Linked DNA regions of Zea mays: region 2 is linked to region 1. A link is a contact called in public Hi-C data. All regions are on one chromosome and are shown on one strand. Each heading gives the region's core, a stretch centred on a gene start, on an enhancer-like site or on the middle of the called end of the contact. The rest is flanking DNA. Distances are from core to core; before and after follow the strand shown. Region 1 holds the start of LOC100272577 (IAA23-auxin-responsive Aux/IAA family member). Region 2 holds the start of LOC103629798 (F-box/kelch-repeat protein At1g80440-like).

What was found. Hi-C and Micro-C count contacts between places; a contact is called where the count stands out from the background.
Region 2: a Hi-C map of bundle sheath shows a contact between it and region 1, with 2.7 times the contacts expected there. The contact joins the promoter of LOC103629798 here to the promoter of LOC100272577 in region 1. A contact is called at or near these places in 7 of 25 Hi-C or Micro-C datasets (bundle sheath, ear, endosperm and 2 more).

Annotation. Positions count from the first base shown.
Region 1 is chr6:113,377,168-113,381,971 of Zm-B73-REFERENCE-NAM-5.0, reverse strand. It overlaps LOC100272577 (IAA23-auxin-responsive Aux/IAA family member), which reads left to right and starts at 3,530. Exons shown (of 4, transcript NM_001147042.1): 1 at 3,530-3,934; 2 at 4,051-4,344; 3 at 4,484-4,545; 4 at 4,660-4,804. The coding sequence starts at 3,720. The coding sequence ends at 4,685.
Region 2 is chr6:113,602,763-113,607,544 of Zm-B73-REFERENCE-NAM-5.0, reverse strand. LOC103629798 (F-box/kelch-repeat protein At1g80440-like) reads left to right here and starts at 3,142. Exons shown (of 1, transcript NM_001319717.2): 1 at 3,142-4,613. The coding sequence starts at 3,245. The coding sequence ends at 4,396.

The DNA of each region.
Region 1 (4,804 bases), core at 2,281-4,780:
TTAATAATCTCTCTCTCTCTCTCTAACAAATCTTGTGCACAAAACTCTGATCGAATACAATGGATGATGGCAGTGGCAGCCCTAGAGCTTCTGCCTTCTGAACTGTTGACTAAAAAACGGAATTGTTCCCTCTGATTAGCTTCTGGTACGAGCACTACAGAAAAGGAAAACAAGTATCGTATCATTGACCTAGACCTAGAGAAACTTAGTAGTTGTTTGGTTTCTAGTAACTATTTTTCAGTCCCTTCATTTTATTCCAGACACCTCCTTGTAAAGTTTTTTTTTTGAAATATAGCAGTCCATAATGCTGCAACAACAACGACACATGCATGCATTGATCAACCAGAAGAGGATCTTCCTGCTAGCTAATTAGGTCGTTATTAGCTTGCGATGCAACATGCTCATCTCGCTGCTAATTAATTACTCTGGCACGCCGCATACTACACACATATATTGATTGAATGATCGCGCACGTCGCATCACACAGCTGATCGATGATACACCGAAATACGATTCTTTGCCGGAAGCTAGCAGCACAGGCCTCACATGACATGATACGCCGCGGTCGTCGGCATCATATATACAGTTATAACGGCAGCAGCAGGTTAGTTTTGCGTTGCATTTGATTGAGTACACTGGTGGTTGAGATCGATAGGAGCCTCTTGTTCATTCAACACATATATAGTACTGCTCATATCATATAACAGATCGAATAAATCCTTGCGCTCAGATTCGCTTGTCATACTATATTATATATATGTTCGATCGACGACGGCGTTGCATCATTTTTTTTTTGTAAACGAGGGAGTTAATTAATTAACTATTTACTCAGTCTACAGACCGGGAAGAAGTATTATTAGTACCGGCCGTGAACCAGGTGCATGCAGTACCGAGTTTTCAACCGGTATCATTCAACCGATCGAGACTCAATGGGCTCACAGAGAATAAGGGCGTGTTTGGCAATGGCCGTACTCCATTTTAGAGCAGCTCTATACTCCAAAACTCTGATTGAAACAGCTTTGCTCTATGTTGTAGTTGTGTTTTTAGAGTTTATTGAACAGCAAAAGAGGTACTCTAAAAATTTTGTACCGTGGCTCTGAAGAGTCCATGTGGTTTATACCTCTGGAGTCAGGTTGTTTGACAAACTCTAGTCAGCTCCTTCTTAAAGTTTTGCTCTAGAGTTATGCTAAACACGCCCTAAATTAATGTCGTTTTTCCATGAACGGAATCAAAAACACGCATAAAATGGTATGAAGTTTTAATATTAAAAAAACTAGGGTGGTGCATACATTGTTCGTTTTGCAAGGCCAGGCTTATTTATGGTTTTGGGGTTATTATTATATTGCGTGGGTATTACTTACTTTCCTTCACTGCTTTTTTTTTCTTTTCTGCTAGCTGTTTGCTGCTTTTAATTTGCTCTAGGCCGCTTGTAAATCTAGCTAGCTACCTTGTGGCTTGCGACCTGCTTTATTACGGGAGCACCCTGGTACGTAGCCGCGCGCTGTCACGAGAGCGCGCGCATTCTCGTAACGACGTCTTGTAACTCTCATTTATTTCCTCTTTGATAAAAAAAAAGCTTTGCCAAGACAAGGCTTGTCCACACGGAGGGAAAAAAAAAGCTGCTGGCCGCCACCGTCAACGTCCTCCCGAATTTCACCCGGCCGAGATGCGTGCATATCCACAAAGTACATCCGCTTAATCTATTCCGTAATGGCCTCCATTCGCTACGCTTTCGGCCAAAACCCCTGCGCTTTCGCCTAGTTTAAGTTCCGGTCAAATCGTGCGTGATCCGCCCCCATTCACTTTTCTTATGGTTCCGCGCGATTCGTTCGTATCGTGGGGGGACGGAACATTTCCTGGTGCCCGGCCACTACCTAGTGCTCCCACTACGTACGTAACTGTTGACGCTTTTTCGGAGCGCCAAATATTCAAAAAGAACCGACGGTGGTGCTTTCTGGTCAGGCGTAGACGGTCCGCGACCTGTCGCAGGACTCGGGTCCTCTGCCTGACAACTGGACGGTCCGCGCGTGCGCAGGGGCGGCGGAAGTCGTCGGCGACGGCCTGGATCTCGCTCCCAGGAGGGACCCCGTCGGGGAGGAGAGATCCTAGGGGTTGTCTAGGTTCGGACCGGCCGACCTAGACTCCTCTAATCGGCGTAGAGTCGAAGAGAGGCGAAGAATTTGGAGATCGAGAGGCTAAACCTAAACTAGACTAGAACTACTCTTAGGATAAAATGTGAAATAGAAGTTGTATTTATTCGATTGATGATTCCAAATCGACCGTAGACCTCTCTTTTTATAGAGGAGGGGGGCTGAATCCTTTGCACGACTGGATTCCGAGCAAATTCCGTAAATCTAGCCAACAAATTTAGCACAAAACTCGGAACCCTAAACTGCTCTGCGCAGGCGCGGACTGTCCGGACCGCAGCTCAAAAAGGTGCTAAACAGTACCTTTACCGAAATGGCCCCTTGTGTCCAGGTTTGCCAATGCTGGTCAATCAAAAGCTGGAAAATCAGCAGCATCACGGATATCTCTCTCTTCAGACGTGACTTTGTGCCGCGGCTCTGCAGGGCTCATTCACACATGCATGCATTGCATATGGGGGGGGGGGGGGGGGGGGTGGTTGTTGGTGTTTGCGCGTAGTAGTAGTACTCTAGTACTAGTAGGTACTAGTAGTATTCTATTGCATGTGTGCATTGCATGAAATTGAAGTCAGCAAGCGGATGCTGCCGAGCACAAACGGAGGAAACCGCGCGCACACAACACAGTCAGCCACAAGGCAGCAGAACCGAAGCCGCGCCGTCGGCTGGGGGCTGACTGGTCGGCTCGGCTCCTGGGTGCGTCCCCTCCTGCGTCCTGCCGCACCAACGCCCGCCCACCCACCCACCCACCCACTCGACCGCCCGGCGGCCGACACCGAGACGAGACGCGCGCGGACGCCGCATCGGGTTCGCCTGTCGTCGAAAGGCGAGCAGGGGACAGCGCGCCGACATGCCAACTGCCTGCCCTGCTGCATCGGGTTCGCCTTCGCCCACTGCCACTGCCACTGCGACGCCTCCTGCGGCCCCGGATCCTGACGGGTGGGTCTCACGTGCCTCCGCCGCGCCACCTGTCGGCCGGATCGTCTTGTCCGTCGATTTTCAGACATTTTATGGAATCACTTTGCAGTTCATCGAACCAAACTTTTCCTACTAGTTAACACAAAACGAACTATTCTAATTTTTGCACTTCATTTCTGGATAGATATCAAGAGATATCTAATGATGTTGCACTGTCCTGACTGAGTAGATAATCTCTTGACTTGACGTATGTTAAAAAATATATATATTCTGCTATAGATGCTCTGAACAAATGGCCACCAGAAGAGCGGTGAAATTCCCGACCCCACAAGGTGCTGCTGCCGCCCAATGCACTTCTCCCACGCGCACGTACGCGGCACCACACCAGACGACGACGACGACCGCGCGCGCATCTTTATAGGCAAGCGGCCACCCCAAGCAGCCAAGCTCGTCTTCCATTCCAGTACACCGCACGCACGCACTCGCCTCCGACAGCGACCGCGCAACGTCCTTCTCCCGCGCCGCCCGGCCGGCCGGTCCCTGTTCCCTCTCCTCCCCTCGGAGCAGCAGGAGCAGGAGCAGCCGCGTTCGTCCTCTGCGCTGCGCGGCCCGCCGGCCTGACCAAGCAAAGCTTATCGGCCGGAGCCGGACGAACGAACGATGCAGCAGGACCTCAGAAACTCAGAGAGAAGAAACCCGGAACAGGCGCATCCAGTGATGTCGGCGAGCTCGACCAACTCCGCGGCTTCCCCGGCCGTGTCCGGCCTCGACTACGACGACACGGCGCTCACCCTCGCGCTCCCGGGCTCCTCCGCCGAGCCCGCCGCCGATCGCAAGCGCGCCCACGCCGACCACGACAAGCCGCCATCCCCAAAGTCTCCCTCTCCCTCTCCCTTCCCTTCTCTTTATTCCTCTCCGCGTGTGGACGACAACTGGACACACGACACGACGCCCACGGACCGCTTTTGCTGACCGACGTCACGTGCTGCAGGGCGCGGGCCGTGGGCTGGCCGCCGGTCCGCGCGTACCGGCGCAACGCGCTGCGCGACGAGGCCAGGCTCGTGAAGGTGGCCGTGGACGGCGCGCCGTACCTGCGGAAGGTGGACCTCGCGGCGCACGACGGGTACGCGGCCCTGCTCCGCGCGCTCCACGGCATGTTCGCCTCCTGCCTCGTTGCCGGAGCCGGAGCCGACGGGGCGGGGCGGATCGACACCGCCGCCGAGTACATGCCCACCTACGAGGACAAGGACGGCGACTGGATGCTCGTCGGAGACGTCCCCTTCAAGTAATTCACCGTACCCACCTACCTGACCTCGAGCTTGTTCCTGCTATAGTCTGCTCCCCATCCAGTCCAAATCGGTCCGTGGAATACCTGTTGCTCTGCCAAGTGTGCTGATCCCTCTCTCACACACACATGAACGCAGGATGTTCGTGGACTCGTGCAAGAGGATCCGCCTCATGAAGAGCTCCGAGGCCGTCAACCTATGTAAGACAAGACCCCAAATCCATGCATGTCCTAGCTACTACTACTACAAGACGCTACAAGATATCGTCGTATAAGTAAAGTACTAACATTTCTTCTTTGCGTTGCTTGATGCAGCTCCGAGGACATCATCCCGGCAGTGATTGTTGTTGGTGTGGACGCCATATGCCCTACGCGGCTTATCTCTCCGAATTAGTTCACAGAGTGTGTGCTGGAAGAGGCTTGGCTGCTCAGGTCCTCCATGCACACGTCATACACCGTA
Region 2 (4,782 bases), core at 1,893-4,392, 230 kb before region 1:
CGGGCACAACAGCGAGCTCCGCCTCGCCCGACCACAGCCTCGGCCTCGGAGAAGGACTCCGCCTCGCCCGACCTCAGCCTCGGGAGAAGGACTCCGCCTCGCCCGACCTCAGCCTCGACCTCGGAGGAGTCGCCGCCTCGCCCGACCTCGGCCTCGTATCAACTACGCTACTGGGGATCCATCATTACCCTACCCCTAGCTAGCCGCCTCAGGCTACGAAGGAACAAGACAGGTGTCCTATCTAAGTTACTCCGATAACAGGTAATGATGGTTCACCGCGTGCGCCCATGACGTTGGTTGCTCTCAACCCCCTACGGAAGCAAGGAAACGTCAGCAGGATCCATGCCGCACCGCCAGCTATGCTTCTACAGGGCTCAAGGCACTTCTCCGACGGTCACGTTGGTACATCTACAGGGCTCAAGGCACTTCTCCAACGGCCACGTTATTATCTGTACCGGGCTCAGGGCACTTCCCTGCCAGCCACGTTAGCTCATAGCTACACCCCCATTGTACAGCTGGGCATCTCCTTGTATCTATAAAAGGGGATGTCCAGGGCCTTCTAGGGGAAAGGGAGGAGGGGAGAGAGACGCACGTACGAACACACGGACGCACGACGCAGACGAGCGGAGGCAGGCAGAGTAGGAGAGACGCGGTAGAGGCAGCCTCAGACAGCTCGCCTCAAGGCTGAACCCTCTCTTTCTCTCTCTCCCTCGTTCTCGCTCTTCCGCAACGCTTGTAACCCCTACTACGAGCACCCCGGTGCAAGATAATATAAACCTCATTTTTCTCTTGTGTTCCATCTTGCATCAACCCATCTGGACAGGGGCACGCACTAAAATTCACTAGTCGGTCCGGTTGAGGGTCCCCCGAGTCCGAAACACCGACAGACAGTTAGAGCCCTCAAACGATAACTATTGTCGTTGCTCTATCCACTCCTACATGGAACTAAGAGAATGTTTAGTTCCTCTAGTCTCCCTTCTAAACTTTATAGACTAAAATTTAGTCCCTAGAATTTCTATTGAAAGACATTTTTAGTCATTCTATCGTCTTGTTCTTTACGTCACAAAGGCTATCACAGCTTCACCCCGTGCTTGACACACTGGGCCCGCCCCACGCCTCGACGTCATACTCTGTTGGCCCCATGCTTAGCACGCTCTCAGTTACTGAGCTGTGGACCCGAGCACCCGCGTAGCCACCACCAGACCACATGTATCTTAGTGTTTAGAAATAAACAATAATTATATAAAAAATAGTACAAAGTATGCATTTGAACACACACCCTACTATAGAAATTTGGAGCTAACCATCAAACTACACGTAAATTAATGTTTAAAAATAAACAATAATTATATTTAAATAAATATTTCAATACCTATTTATATGATATATTTAGGGTTCGTAGCAAAAGCATGGGCAACTGGTTAGTATAACCATTATGGGTATATAGGTTTGTGGGCATGGTACCATTTTTTCATGCCTACGAGATAAACAGTGTCGGATTGAAAAATCAAACAAGCACATGTGCCTGCCGGTACAAATTTACACTCAAATCTACTCTATAAAGTTTTTATGTATGAACACTATAAAGTTTTTATGTATGAACACGTAGGTAAAATATGCTCATTGCCTATCCGCAGTTCCGCACTCGCATCGGAAGCAGAACCGCGGCCAGCGCCCAGCCGCCCACGGCACGGCTAGACCGCTACCACTGCTTCCGTTGCCGTTGCCGCTGCCGCTGCCGCTGAATCCCAATATCCCATAGCGCGGGCCGCCCACTTGGTCGACCGACGACCGCCAAGACGCCACCCTCGACAGCGACGGCGTAGATTTTCCATTCCCCCCCTGCGCCGCGGTTGCGCTCAGAAACAGGGAGCTGGAGGAGGATCGGACGGCAGGGCTTGATGTGGACGGAAACCGCAAATGCGTGACGCGACGCGAGACGGCGGGGCCCGGCCGGGGCGCAGAGCAAAGAGATGATAGGACTGCGGCGTATGTTCGTTTGCCTGCGGAGCGAGCATGACGACTGGCGGCGGGGCGGGCTCGCGATGGCGATCCTATCCACGCCACGCCACGCCGCGGGCATCCATTCCACCGCGATAATAATTCTGGGTTGTGCTGGCACGGACCGGACCCGGCTGTCTTAAAGAAATTTTTTGTGCCTATCCGTTCATTTCCATCTACTCGCTCTTATTCATTTTTTTCTGAAAAAATAAAAATCCAAAGCCTATATTATATAGTATATTATATGCTAAATAATATTACAGTAAAATATAATTTGAACTTTTTTGAATAAGACGAGCTAGACAAATATAGAGTAAAAAGTCAAATAAATTATAAATTGAAACGGGCACGCACCACCGGGCGCGTGGCACAGACAAGAGCTACTGCACCAGTAACCCGATGGCGCTGCAACACCTGTCCTCTGCGGCCTGCGGGCTTAACTCCCTGGCACCGGGGTTAACACGTGCATGGCGGCGTGGAGGCCAGGCCATGCTTTCGGTTCGGGTTCGGGCTCTCCGTTCCTAGGCAGCCGAGATTAGAAGAGCTCCGATTCCTGGCGCGAAACCGCTACAAGGTCCGCTGCGTCGTGATTGCCAAGGGACGGGGAGATTCGATGCGCTGGCGGCGGCGGCCGGTTACGGCGGAGAGTGCGAGTGTGAGCTAATGTTAACGTGACCAAGTTCCACGGAAGTTTCTAAGGTTTGACAGATGAAGTGCTGTCAGGATCCAAGAACAAATAACTTGATGGGCGGTTTAACAAGGTAACACCTAATCTACCACACCCATGAGTAATTCACCCCTGTCACGTCAATGTCGTACCACATGTCTGATGTGGCATCCTTACCTCTACCAAAATGGTTCAAACCCCACCTGTACCATGGCAGTAACACAAGGAAAGGAGCAGTGCATCAAGACAACAAGTGATGACGTCCACTCCATATCATAATCATCACAGTACCGCCATGAACTCCACAGGATGCCACCCCTCAGCCGAACCATAAAAAATAAAAAAGCTCTGGAAGCGACTGGATCCACACAATGACACACAACCATATAGAAATATCACAGCCTTCCCCCGCTATCACACTCACACCCTGCTCTGTTTCCATATAAGTAGCCCACTCTGCTCCCGCCTCACACAAGCACATCGACAACACACGGTCCAAGCACATCGACACACACGAGCACAGAAGAGAAACGGGCACACGCAACTGATCAAGGCAACCAATATTCACCGTCGGCAATGGGCGACCTGATCCCTGGGCTGCCGGATGAAGTGGCCAGGGAGTGCCTCGTCCGGGTGGGCTTCGACCAGCTGCCGGTGGTGCGCCGCATCTCGCGCCAGTGGAAGTCGGAGGTGGAGTCGCCGGACTACCACCGCCAGCGCCGGGCGGAGGGGCTGGCGCGCCCGGTGCTCGCGCTGGTCCAGGCGCAGCCGACAGCGCCGCCGGATGACGACGACGACGCCGGCCCCGCGCACAAGCGCTCGACGGCGGCCAACTCGTACCGGCTGGTGCTGCTGGAACCGGCCGAGGGACGGTGGACGCCGCTGCCGCCCCCGCCTGGGCCAAGCCAGAGCCTGCCTCTGTTCTGCCAGGTGGCCGCCGCCGTGGACGGCGGCGGGCAGGGGAGGAAGAGGCTGCTGGTGGTGGTCGGCGGCTGGGACCCGGAGACGTGGGCGCCGACGGACGCGGTGCTCGTCTACGACTTCCTGTCGGGCGCGTGGCGGCGCGGCGCGCCCATGCCCGGCCCGCGCAGGTCCTTCTTCGCCTGCGCGGCCGTGGGCGGCGCCGTGTACGTGGCCGGCGGCCACGACGCCGAGAAGAACGCGCTGCGCTCGGCGCTGGCCTACGACCCGGGCGCCGACGCGTGGGCGGGGCTCCCGGACATGGCGGAGGAGCGCGACGAGCCGCGCGGGCTCTGCGTCGCCGGACGCTTCGTCGTCGTCGGCGGGTACCCGACGCGGGCGCAGGGCCGCTTCGTCGCCTCCGCGGAGTCCTTCGACCCGGCGGCGGCGGCGTCGCCCGCCTGGGGCTGGGCGCCCGTCCACGACCGCCTGCTGCCCGAGGACGGCGCGTGCCCGAGGACCTGCTGCGCCGCGCCGCGGTCCGTCGGCCGCATGTACATGCTCCGCGACGGGCACCTCGTGGCGCGCGACGGCGCCGCGGCGTGGCGCCCCGTGGCGCGGGTGCCAGACGACGCGCTCACCGCGCCGGCCGTCTCCGCCTTCCCTGACGGCCGCGTCGTGGTCGTTGGGTCCGGGTGCCACGGCGGGGACCAGACCGTGTACGTGCTCCGCGAGGAGGGCGGGAGACCTGCGTCCTGGTCGCGCGCGCCGCCGCCGCCGCCGGAGTTCGCCGGGCACGTGCAGGCCTCCTGCTTCCTTGAACTCTGAACTCTGAAGTGGAGGGTGTGTACCTACACGTACGTGGTGGCTGTGCATACATGACGGAACTACGCTACCGTACTTGTTGTGCCACTGCTGCAGTGCTGCTAGTCTGCTACTCATCACGGTTGTATATACTTAGCAAATAAATCATCACGGTTGTATGTACTTAGCAAATAAAGCAGCGGAACGGGAATGATGTTTATTAAAGAACATTTCCAGGCTAGTGTAATTAATTAGCGATGTCTTCGTTGGATTGGATCACAATTTGTTTGATCCGATCTGCATGTAGGGGACTAGGGACAGGAAACTGCTGCTACCGGCGCGCTTGCAAATGGCTGCTGAAAATGCTGTGCACTAACAGCGGACCCCGGCCCCAGTTTAGCTCAGTGGTT